2 separate regions of the Sus scrofa genome follow, and region 2 is linked to region 1. The links are chromatin contacts, called in public Hi-C maps. All regions are on one chromosome and are shown on one strand. The core of a region is the stretch at or near the end of the contact, and the rest is flanking DNA. Distances in the headings are between cores, read along the strand shown.

Region 1 (5,886 bases), core at 2,872-5,371:
AGCCCCAAGTCACTCCATCTGCCCCAGCGAGACGCGAGACCACGGCCGGAGGCCGCGCCCACACCAGACTCCCGCTCGGCCCCCGCGGCCGCCCACCCCCTCACAGGCCTAGCGGCCCACCTAGTCTCCTCTCGGGGTCGAACTCAATCATCTTGCTCTCGTAGACTGTCCGCACCCGCAGCTGTCTCTTCACTGCAGCAATGAGTGGGGGGCGCTGGAACAGGGCACCGGTCAGGGTTTCCAGGGCCTGAGAACCAGCACAAACCACAACAGAGACTCGCTGCATGGACTCTAAATGAGACCAAGGGCCGACGTGGGGAGACAAGCGAAACGCGAAGGGCCTCTCTCGAACCCTCGGGCCCTAACAGGTGCTCTCCATTGCCGAGGCTCTCGTCGGCTCCCCAGGGGCGGCTCAGACCCTCTCCTCAGAAGGGACGTGACTGCCCGTGCCTCTGCCACCTGCAGTCACGTGTCCCAGTCGGCTGCGGCAGCCATGGAAAAGGGCGCAAGACAGGCCAGCCAGGAAAACCGACCTGTCTCCAGAGGCCCGGGGACTCGGAGACCCAAGCTGCTACCTGAAAGGCGCCGGCCCTCCAGTCACAGACTTACCCTAGAGAGCTGAGTCCCCCCTTCGATAGCATTGTGCAGCCGGACAATCCCCACGTACTCTTTGCCTGGAAGATGACAAAAGAGTAGTCAGGCGTGGCCGCTGAGTTTTCTGTATCTTTTATACGCTTCTACCACTCCCACTTTGTGCAACCAGAAAAGGCAGGCAGTTTGACCTCCTTGCTGTTTCTATAAAATTTGCCTCAAGAGCAGGTTCACGGTGCCGATGTGAGAAACGCATGAGGACACCGGCTCCTACGGAGGTCAAAGTCCACAGACTTTCCCAGATGCAGATGAGGGGCGGGGGCTTCAGGCAGAAGCAGCAGCATGGAGTTACAGGTGACAGAGGCCTAGAGCCGGATTCAGCGTGCAGAACTCATACCTCAAACTACAAGAAAGGCAGACCCGCCAGGATCTGGCAGAGGAGAGGCGGTACGCAGAAACCAACAGAACCCCTGCTTATGTTCTGGGGATTTTCGGGGGTCATGCCTGCGCCACAGTAGTGACCCAAGCTGCTGCAATGACCCCCAGGTCCTTAGCCCACTGCACCACCAGGGAACTCCCCTTGTCTGCTTTTACTAATGCAGAGATCACTTCCGAGAACCAAGATGTCATCGAATGGAAAGGAAATGCAGAACGCCTTCCAGCCTCAAAGTGGCCCCCTCGCCCCCTCCACATACCTGCGCTCTGCTGGGACTTCACCAAGCGGGTGGCTCGTTCAATGCACACTATTAAACAGCCGGTCACCTTGGGATCCAGGGTCCCGCTGTGGCCCGTCTTCTCCACCCGAAGGATCCGTCGAATCCAGGCTACCACCTCATGTGAGGAGGGGTTGGAGGGCTTGTCAAGGTTGATGAAGCCTGTCCTGGAACACGGGAAAGACAGCATGGCGTCATGGGCTCTGGTCCTCTAGTGAGAACGCAGTCTGAAGAGGGAAAGAGAAGAGCCCGCCTCGGGAACGGTTACCCGTTACCCGGCGCTTCGGGCAACGCCACCGTGAGACACGCCCACACCTTCCGTAACTGAGGCGCAGGGGTCGTTTTGAGACGTTTCAACAGTCCTGCTCCCAACACCCTACCTGATATAGTCCCCGATCTCCCTCTTCAGAGGATTCGAACCACAAGGAAGAGGAGTGTAATGTGTCGTCCTTACATTTAGCTTGTCAAAATTCTAGAAAGCAACACAAAATAAACAAATCATTAACACGTTGAAAACAAGAGTCAGAACCCCCAACCGAGACATGGCTGCTCGTGGGGGTCTCCTTTGGAGCCTGCTCCTGTGTTTTCATTACCCGCCTCTTTACAGGCTGCAAAGACTAACTTCCGTCGTGATGAATAAGAACGAGACCAACGTGACCCGTCCTCCAGAAAGATTTCTTGGGCTACTACGGAACCAACTCGGCTACGCGTGCAGGCTTATGCATAAAACATGGCCTGGCCTTGACCCACCAAAGAGGCCCAAAATGAGGAGGACTGGCGACAGTTTTGGCAAAACCCGACCAGCCTGTTTCTGCCACGTGCTCCGATCTCGCTTTTCTCAAGTCGGCCACCTTTTTTTCACCCTTTCCCAAGGCTCCGTCTGCAAGCACTCCCTTCAACCGAAGGCCAGCTTTCGTGTGACCCCGTTTCATTTCGTCTTGGTCCTATCGCCACCTCCCACCCCTAGATTTTAACTTTCGCGACAGTAGGGACAGCGCCCCCCTGGTTCACTCGCAGGTCACGACAGAGAACCGCATGCTTTCGAATGACACACGCCGGCCAAGCCGAATCTCGACTGCATGGACTCACACGAGCAAATCCCAGCCTCTTGCCTCGCTCACATATACTGGTTTATCCGAACGCTTCGTCGAGGGATCTTTTACTAACTTTACTCCCGATGTCAGAGCTGCTGCCCGTTACATTGTTTGTGAAAACTGTAATTCGACTCCTTGCTCGACTACGCCATTTACACCCAACCCAAGAGTCCACAAAGTCCAGGGAACACCAGGCGTAGTGTGCAGCTAGACACACTTCAGGGGTCAGGTCCTGTAGCCATCAGCCCGCCTACCTCTGAGAGAAGATACGATTTGCCAACAGCCTCAGAGGTTAAATGACTGGCCTAGGGTCACACACTGCCTGATGCGAGAGGTCTGGTGTCAGAGCACACACACTTTCAAGCACGGCCTGCTGCACAAACTGGTTCAAGTCTGTACCGGGAAGCTAAGTACGAAACTGAGAATGGTTAGAAGTGAGGCACCGACCTGACAGCATACGCACCTTTAGCAACAGGGGCCACTGAGATGTGTCCAACTGAGCCACTTTGGATTCAGGTTTGATGAGAAACTCTTCAGCATGCTGTATTTCCTGCCACAGGACAGAAACACAGCCTGTTAGACTTCCCACTTGATTCTGAACAATTCCATTCCTACCACACAAGTCTGTGCCTTTAAAATAAAAACCAAAGTAGCCTGTGCCTTCTCACCAGGACCTCCAAGGGAAAGCGGCTCAACAGCTCAGAAGGGTGAGTAAAGTGCCACCAAGATATGTGGCACAGGGTATGTGGGTGGGATAAGAAAGAGAATTTCAGGCAGAGCAGTTGGTGTGGCCAACACCCTTTAGCAAAGGCTACCTCTTTAGACAAAACGCTTAGGTTGGCTGGGGTTGTGCAGTTTCTACCCAACCACCACCCAATTCCAGCCCATTCTGCAGAAACCTTTAAAGAATTATCTTCTGTAACTGCTGTCTCAGTAACCTTTCTTTTTAGTAAAAGCGAAGTAAAAGAAATTCCTACTCACAGCCACATCTTCTTCTGGTAATGATTTCCGCTCCTTTTTCTTCTTATGCTTCTTCGGTAAAATAAGTACTTCTACAAAACACGCCAGGATTGGAGTTTTCCCAGAAAATAAAGACGACCAAGTTTAAGTCAGAGAAGGCCACCAGGGCAGGTAGGAAATGCACCGCAGGTGAGACGACGTGGGGGACCACATGCGCGGGCTGAACGCTCGGGTGACGACAGCACTGCACGTGTCGCCTCCCGGCCCGGCTCACCACGTGGCTGCGGCGGGGCTTAAACACGCCAGGGTGCGCGGCCCGCGGGCCCCTAACTTTCCTAAGTGACCGCGGATAATCCCCGAAGGCTAGTGGCTCCCACAACTTCCTTTCGACTTAGGGCTACGCGCTCGCCCGAGCCCCTCCGGCCTCTTGTCGGTCCGCGGCGTCCGACCTGGTGGCAGCGGACGCCTTTTGACGGCGACCCAGAGCCCTAAGGGGCCCTGGATCGCCGGCGGGAGACCCGGGCCGTGTGGCGTCAGGCACCGAGGGGCCCCTCGCTCTCCCGCCCTCACCCGTGGAGCCAAGGCCAAGAGACAAGGTCGACAGGAGGCCCGGCGGCTAGAGCTAGCAGAGCTCGGGCCTCGACGTTGTTCCCCGCACCACCGGCTCTCCCAGCGACGGACCTGGCCCCGGCCGGGGGGATTCAACCCGATCGCCCGGGGAAGAACGACACTTACCTTCCGCGTCCGCCATGTTGCCCGGCAGAGCGTGTGAGCCGCGTGGGCCACCCCCGAGGAAGCGACTACAGACTCCCGCCGCCGTCAGGCCGCGCCGCCAGGGCCCGCCCACCTGTGCGCCGCCCCGTGCGTGTCGTGCAGCGGGGCGGGGTGGGCGGGCTCGGGCTGGCGGGGCGGAGCCCGAAGCGCGCGCGAGACGGCCGCACGATCTCATTGGCGGAAACCCCGAGCCGCGGCTCTTGCGCGCGTGCGCCTTGGGCCTCCCCCACCCCCGTCCCGCCCTCGGCGGCTGGGTCTGGGAGCGCCTGCGCCGCCAGGCCCCGAGGCTGGGATCCTGTGGGCGTGGCCCCGGCGGCCAGTGGGCGTGGCCCCGGCGGCCAGTGGGCGTGGCCCCGGTGGCCGCCCGCTCGGCTCCGGGGCCTGGACCTCGGCGGAGCACCTAGGCTCCCCGCTGAGCGCTCTTTGCGTCCTCTCGCAGGCCCTTTAAGGTTGGTGCCGAATCAGCCTGGGTTAAGAAACGAAGACGTTGAGGCACTGAGAGCTGGAAAGTCACCCCGTCCAGCTAGAGCGGCACTAGCCAATAGAAGTGGAGTGCGAGCCACTTGTGGACTTTTAAATTTTCCAGCCGCCACTTGGAACAAAAGGAAAAGGAAAAAGGTTAAATTGGTTTTAATAGCAAACTTTTTTGAACTCAGTGATCCAAAATATTATCTTGTGCTTTTAGAAGGACCAAACTTGACTTCTGCAGTATTCGTTTAAGAAAGGCTAATCATGAGGAAACATCATGAATAATGCAACATTAGGCAAACCCAAACTGAGGGAGGCCTGCATTCTTAAAAAATATGTAGAGCATGAAAGACAAAGGTTCTAGATCTGTTCCAGATTAAAGAATAATAAAGAGGCATTGACAAATAAAAAATATATATATTATCATGTCTGTAAACCAGCTATAATGGAAAAATAAAAATCATTAAAGTAAAACTTAAAAAAAGGAAAAAAAATTATCGTGTCAACTTATGAGCAACAGACAACATTATGAATGGAATATTTTATAGGGCTTCTTTTCTGTACCAAGTCTTTCCCGCGTGTGTTTTACGCGTCTGGCAAGCCTCAGTTTGGACTCCACGACTGGGCTCCATGCGAAGTGCTCTAGAGGCACAGCTTGCTTGCGGCTGTGGAATCAGACAGCCAAGGAAGACGTGCCCCCAGGTTCAAGTGCTCTTCCCATATCACTGCTGCTCTTCTCACTGCTGTGTCTCTTAACTGGGAGTCCTTAACGGAGCCTGCGCAGACGCGACTGATCCCTAATTCTTTATTGTGATCGTAAATGGAATATGTACCATCTTTTCTAATTCCTCGCTGCTGATAAAACAGGACAGCTATTGCTTTTCTTCCGTTTCCTCCTCTGCCATCCAAGGATTAGATTTTTTTCCATTTTATTTCACTCTGACTTAAAAATATAAAAATATATATGATTGGTTTTTCTCACTTTTATTCAATCTACAATTTATTTTGGTATATACCAAGACAAGAATACTAATGCTCTAACTAGACTCTTTTTTCCCTGTGGCTGCACCTGCCGCATGTGGAAGTTCCAGGGCTGGGGCTCGAACCTGCACCACAGGAGAGACAACTCCAGATCCTTAACCTGCTGCACCACAGCAGGAACTCCCTAACTTGACTTTTTATAGCTATCCAAAGTCCTCAATATCCGCCAATCCGTGCAACCAATTCCTTACTCCCCCCATTATTTTATAATGCTTAACTGATACAGACTTGGCAAAATTTGAGGT
Region 2 (6,354 bases), core at 2,916-5,415, 33 kb before region 1:
CTTGATGGAGAAACAGGACAGGAGAGACGGGAGAGCAACAAACAAGACAGGGAAAGCAGAGAAAAAAGGATAGATGCAGGAGCCCTAAGATTAAATTTTTAGTAGAAAAGACCCCAAATAATACAACAACAACAAAGTATTTCAAGGTATAATTTTTTAAATGTTGCCGAAATCACGGGAGTCTCAAATCTATAAACTGCACGGGGGCCAGGAAAAACGGGCACTTGGAACCGGGCACATAGTACCTGCTCACTAATACTTGATTTCGAAAATAACTCTCTCTCGCAGTAAGGATTGCAAACACTTTCTCTGCGCCTGATTATTCATTTCCTCTCTCCACCACCAGCTGCAGCTGTAACAAGGCTTAAGCTAGCGGCTGGTGGCTGGGGCGAGTGCACAGAAATACATGCATAAGGCATTTTCAGTACGGCGTATAATAGTGAAAAAATAGAGCCAACTTAAATGCTTATCAGCTGCTTAAAGGAAGCGTTGAACACTCATGCAATGAGTGTATACAGTCACCCGAACACTGCTGTAGCTGGATGATTGTGTGAAATCATGTTCATGAAATACTGTTGAGTGGAAAAAAGCAGATAATAATTTAACCCGATTTGCTGTGTTGGTTTTTTGGGTTTTTTTTTTTTTTTTTTTTTTTTTTTTTTTTGGTCTTTTTAGCGCCACACCCGCGGCATATGGAAGTTCCCAGGCTAGGGATCCGATCGGAGCTACAGTTGCCGGCCTACACCACAGGCACAGCAACGCCAGACCCAAGCCTGTCTGCGACCTACCCCACAGCTCATGGCAACGCCAGATCCTTAACTCACTGAGCGAGGCCAGGGATCAAACCCACATCCTCATGGACACTAGTTGGGTTTGTTGCTGCTTTGCCACAATGGGAACTCCAAACCCGATTTGCTGTTAAAAATTATATGTACAGGAAAGAAGTCTTTAAGGCTCTAACCAAAGTATTGGATCCTTTAAAAAGAAAAGAAGAAAAACCAGCTGACTGTAATTCATTCTGCCTCTACCTCCAATCCCAACTGTTGTAGCAACATTCTTACTCTTGCTTTCTCAAGCCATCAAAACATTTCCTCCACATGAAATCACTTGGTTCCGATTAAGAGAAGAAGCGGTCTAAAACCCTGTCTTGGAAAAGGCGATGTAACTACGTGTGACTCTGGACAGACCAAGAGACTGTGCTGGAATTTAAACTCGGTTGGGCATTCATCATTTTCTCTTCCTTTCCCAGGATTCTCATAGGTGAACCAGTGCAATGACGTCTAGAAGATTCAGTTGGGCAAGCAGAGGGTTTGGCTTGCTGGATTGCAAGAGAGTGGAGAGTGGCTTACATGGAGGAAGCACCTATCAGTTAAAATTAAATTGTCTTCCTGCTTAAACTACCTTTCTCTTTATTTTCGCCTTTAAAACATGCAATTGCAAAGGTGATAATACACTTATTGCTGCTTTCATTACAAAATAATACATATGAATTGCAAAACAATTCATAAAATATAGAAGAAAGAAAAAGTACCCATAATTCGTACAACGAGAAATAAACATTGATTACATCTTGGTGTATTTCTTTTCAAGCTTTTCCCTATGCTTATACTACCAGCTTCCCCAAATTTGTTCTCTGAAACAATAGTTCTGTTCTAATAAATGTTATGAAATAATAGGGCTTTGGGGCCAATTAAGTTGGAGAGATGCTGAATTAAACAAATTTAAGCATGTTTCTTTGCTCCAGGCTAATATGAATCTCCACAAAAGGGTGTGATACGAAGCTTTTCCCAAGTAAATTGGAACATGAGGTTTTTTTTGTTTTGTTTTTTGTTTTGTTTGCGGCATGTGGAGGTTCCCAGGCTAGGGGTCGAATCGGAGCTGTAGCCACCGGCCTACACCACAGCCACAGCAACTCGGGATCTGAGCTGCGTCTGCGACCTACACCCCAGCTCACGGCAACACCGGATCCCCAACCCACTGGGCAAGGGCAGGGATCGAACCCGCAACCTCATGGTTCCTAGTTGGATTTGTTAACCACTGCGCCACGACGGGAACTCCTGTATGTTCTGTATACTAACGTTTTGTAGGTTCTGATGTGGCAAATACTTTCTCCCAGTTTGAGGGCTGTATCTTCACTCACAATATGATGTGTTTTGATGAGCAGAAGTACTGATTTTGCTGTCGTCAGATTGGCAATTATTATCCTCTAGCTTCGGGTTTTTGCTGTGTGCTTAAGGAGTCCTTTACGCCTCCTGAAGCCATAAAGGAAGTCGCCTGTCTTGTCTTCTGAAAGTTTTATAGTTTCGCCTTTCACATTTCAGACCTTCAGCTACTCAGAATACATTTTTGTATCGTGTGAGGTAAAGTGTAATTTCACTTTTTAAAAATATTACGAGAAACTATATTTTTCCACTCAGGAACTTTGAACTGACTTTCTGTGCCTAAAGGCAGTTCTAGGAATTGAGAAAAGCAGATAGTTGCAGTAAATTCTAAGAAGCCATAAATTCCGAGGAGAAAACCTGATTCTAAGCAATGAGCACCCTGAACTGGAACCAGCCGACCAGAAAAAGGCGAGCATCCTCTGAGTCAGCCGACTCCCTCTCCCAGTGCTCTTCCACCCTGAGCTTTGCCGCAATGAAAACTTTAAACTTTGCTCAAGGAGTCATTCCCTCTGAAGCTCTTCCAAGTGTGAGGGTTAGATAAAGTGTTTGCCTTCACCTGTCACCAGTCTGGGTTTCTGTTTGGATGCGCCCTGGAGCACTTAGTGCAAGTCTACACTTCCCCTGCTGCTCGGCCGTGTCGCCTGTAGCCATTTCTACTGTGTCTCCTGTCGCTTTGGTCTATGTGCCGATTCTGTGTCTATTGCTCACGCTCTGCATTAACACAGCTTTATTCTAGCTCTTGTGGTCCAGAAGGCGGGTCCCCCCGCATTGTTCTTCTAGAGTACTTTGGCCATTCTTGTTCTTTACAAGCCCTTTAAAATTAGATTATCAAGCTTCACAAAACGTATCTGTGGAGATTTTTGATTGGAATGGGCATTTATATCTACCCCTAGGATGGAACTGCGGGCTCAGAGGGTAGATGCATGTTCAACTTTAGAAGATAATGAAAAACCATTCTCCTAAACAGTATTACCAACTTAGACTCCCAGCGGCAATGTTCAAGAACTCACATGGATTCACATCTTCTCCAGCGCTTGATATTGTTAGACTTGGAAAGTTTTGATAATGGAATGGATGTACAGTGGTGTTTCACTGGGGTCTGATCACTAATGAGGTTGATATGTTTATGGTTCATATATGTTCCTCCGCCGGTGAAATGTTTGTCTTTTTTACTCATCTTTCTGCTGAGTTGGTTCTGTTTTTCTTATTAGTTTGTAGTCCTTCATATATTCACAATAGGAATTCTTCATCACGTGCATGTATTGAAAATATTTTCTTCCGATGCACATCTGGACTTTTTTTTTGCTTTTTGCTTTGTCTTTTTTATTTTTTATTTTTTTTTGGCCATGGCTCATGGTGGCTTGATGTGGGGTCTCAGTTCCCAGATCAGAGATTGAACCTGGGCCACAGGGGTGAGAGCATGGAATCCTAACCAGTAGACCACCAGGGAACTCCCTTTAGTTTGTCTTTTGTTGAGTAAAATTTCTTAAAGTCGAATTGGTCAGTATTATCTTATAGAAAATGGTTTATTTGCATTGTTTAAGAAATCTTTCTTTATCCCACAGTCTAAAAGTTCTTTGCTGATGTTTTCTGTCAAGAGCTTTAAAGTTGTGTTTTCGACATATTCTTAATTGATGTGGAATAGACTTTTTTTTCCATGCGGCATGGAGGAGAGTTCCCATTTCATGTCTTCCATACAAATAACCATTTCCAGCTTCAGTTAATGACAACTTACTTTCTTAGCTAACATGGAACCTGCATCATTTACACAGTTACACACATGCCAATGTGTGTTTCTTCATTTTCTAACCCATCTTGTTGCTCAATTATTCTATCCCTCCACCAACATCCCACTGTCTTAATTTCAATAGCTCTCTTCCGTCTCCCCCCCGCCCCCGTGTGGGCGCGTGTGAGTGTGGGTGTGTGTTCCTGTTATAGTTCCTTAAGGGTAATATTGGTGAAGGGAGCCATCAATCACGTGAGCTCAGGCTTTTAGCAGAAAACACTGGGCTATCTGGCTCCAAACTCTTGCCCTTGGATTTTCTCCTCTTGGCCCTGAGCTCCTGGAAGGTCCGACTAAGACTGCATAGAGTAACGAACTGCTTCTACTGGGAATTTACTCCCTTGGGGTCAAGGTGTGTACAGATGGTGAACAGCCCTGAGTTCTGGAAGCTCAGTAAAGGTTCCGTTCAGAATGTCTTTCGTCCTTCAGGCTGCAGTTTTAAGCTACGAAGGTGTCAGGATACGAAGGAATTCTGCTCTAGGATTTGTAAGAAGTGTTGGCTCACTTTGCTTCCACTGATCCCTCAATTTTTTCGTGGCGTGAACAGTAGGAGACGCAGCCTAAGTAAGAACAGTTTGCCGTTGGAGGCAAGCAGGTCTTCCTTCCATCGCTGAACTACAGGCGAAACGTAGATGACAGTGTACCCGCCGCACAGGAGCCTGAAAACGCGTTTCCTCAACGTCCTGTGCCGGCGTCGATTTCCGGGTAGAGCCTGGAGTTGGAGCGGCCGCCAGCACAGCCCGCGGACGCTTCCGCGCCGCCCCCGCGAGCTCGGGGAGACGAAGAGCCCGAGCTCGAGCGGGCGGGGTGGGGGAGGCCCCGCCCAGTCCGGGCCCGGGAGGCGGGCTCGGGGGCGGGGCGGGAGGCGGGCTCGGGGGCGGGGCGGGGCTCCTCCCACGCCCGCCCGGCGCGCCGCCCGCGGGGTGGTGACGGGCCCAGCCGCGCCGCGTTCCCTCGGTCTCCGCCGCCTCCGCCGCCTCCGCGCCGCAGGCCCGGGGCGCTCGCACTCCAGGCTCTGCCCGGCCCCGAGTCTCTGCGTCCCCGCGTCCCCGCGCCCCGGCTCCCGCAGGATGACGCTCAAGGCGAGCGAGAGCGAGGGCGGGGGCAGCATGCGCACGGCGCTCTCCGACCTCTACCTGGAGCACTTGCTGCAGAAGCGCAGCCGGCCCGAGGTGAGCGGCCCCCGGATCCCCCGGGCGCAGCAGGAGGGGCCGGCCCGCGTCTCTAGGCCGCGCCGCCCGCCGCGGCCCTGTCCTCGGGGGTCCTGCCCCCCGGGCGGAGGTCCCGCCCCCGGGGTTCCGTGCGGGACCTCGGGCGCGATGGGTTGTTGCCCCCAACGGAACCTCTGGGCGGGAAACGGAGAGGCCGCGGCCTGGCCAGGGAGCGTCTTAAGGTCAAGGAAAACTTCTCTGTGGACGGAAGTCTGGGTAACGGAGAGACACGAAGGAGCAGATCTGGGAGTAGGTCCGCTCGGTGTTGTTGAGATGCTTGTTTTTGTGTCAGCAAAAAGGCTGTGAAAGCCAACCCCGGCTCTAAAGTGCTCGCTCACCGGCCTCTGCATTTCGGCAGGGCCCCTGGTGCCGGCCGGCGGAGGATCCTTTCGGAGATGATTCTGCCCTCCAGACTCCCGGGGTGGCCGGGACAGAGCTCCCAACCACTGTCCCCAAAGACGCCCAGAGGGGAGGCTGGTCGTCTTCTTCTTATCTCATACTCGTAGATGCGGCTCGCACGCAGCACGTAGGTCTCTCCCGCGGGCGCATCTCTCATTGCAGCCACCAGCCGGCACAGGCCAGCGCCCCTCCGCGCAGCCTGGTGGCCAGGTACCAAGAGAGAGCGGCCGCAGGGACAGAGAAACAGAGAGCGCGCCGGGCAGAAGCACGGTGGCCTTTGAGAACCCAGGGTCCGAACTCACAGTGGGAATCTCTCGTGCACCACAGGGCAGGGCTGTTTCACACTCGCTTTTTACAAGTTAAATGCCTAGTAAGTGGGCCTTCCGAAATGTTTGCTGGATGAGTTGGAGACGGGAGAGCTGGCCGTGAGCGTCGGCCTCGCCTTCTCCTTGCGCGGATGAAGGACCGAAGATCCTCAGGGAAAGCAGACTGGGGCTGTGGGGAACGATTTTGTATCTGCAGAGCTGAGGCACAGCGCACATCCTGCCTGTGGTTTAGATTCTGCACCAGAGTGCAGTGTTCGCACCTGCCTGTCCTTTCAAGTCAAGACCTCGATAGTCGAGGCTGAAATGCGTGCCAGGCTGAGCAGGACACTGCAGTTATTCCGATGAGGGCACGGAATTGGAAGTTAGGCACTAGGAGGAAATCACAGTCTCAAACCACTTGGTTCCTCATAAGCTCGGACATGTGATTTTTTTTTTCTTCCTCACCATCAGCTCACTTGGCTGAGGCTTCACAA

What was found. A called contact is a pair of places that touch in the nucleus more often than the background predicts.
Region 2: a Hi-C map of skeletal muscle shows a contact between it and region 1, with 4 times the contacts expected there. The contact joins the promoter of MPP1 here to the promoter of DKC1 in region 1. A contact is called at or near these places in 1 of 5 promoter capture datasets (liver), 11 of 47 Hi-C or Micro-C datasets (alveolar macrophages, blood, embryonic fibroblasts and 6 more) and 1 of 2 datasets of contacts at active chromatin or transcription factors (alveolar macrophages).

The regions. Positions count from the first base shown.
Region 1 is chrX:125,217,163-125,223,048 of Sscrofa11.1, reverse strand. DKC1 (dyskerin pseudouridine synthase 1) reads right to left here and starts at 4,121. Exons shown (of 15, transcript NM_001142668.1): 1 at 4,094-4,121; 2 at 3,380-3,450; 3 at 2,862-2,948; 4 at 1,685-1,776; 5 at 1,287-1,471; 6 at 610-674; 7 at 121-247. The coding sequence starts at 4,109.
Region 2 is chrX:125,250,195-125,256,548 of Sscrofa11.1, reverse strand. MPP1 (55 kDa erythrocyte membrane protein) reads left to right here and starts at 4,165. Exons shown (of 12, transcript XM_021080526.1): 1 at 4,165-4,297. SMIM9 (small integral membrane protein 9) reads left to right here. Exons shown (of 4, transcript XR_001302763.2): 4 at 1,250-1,812.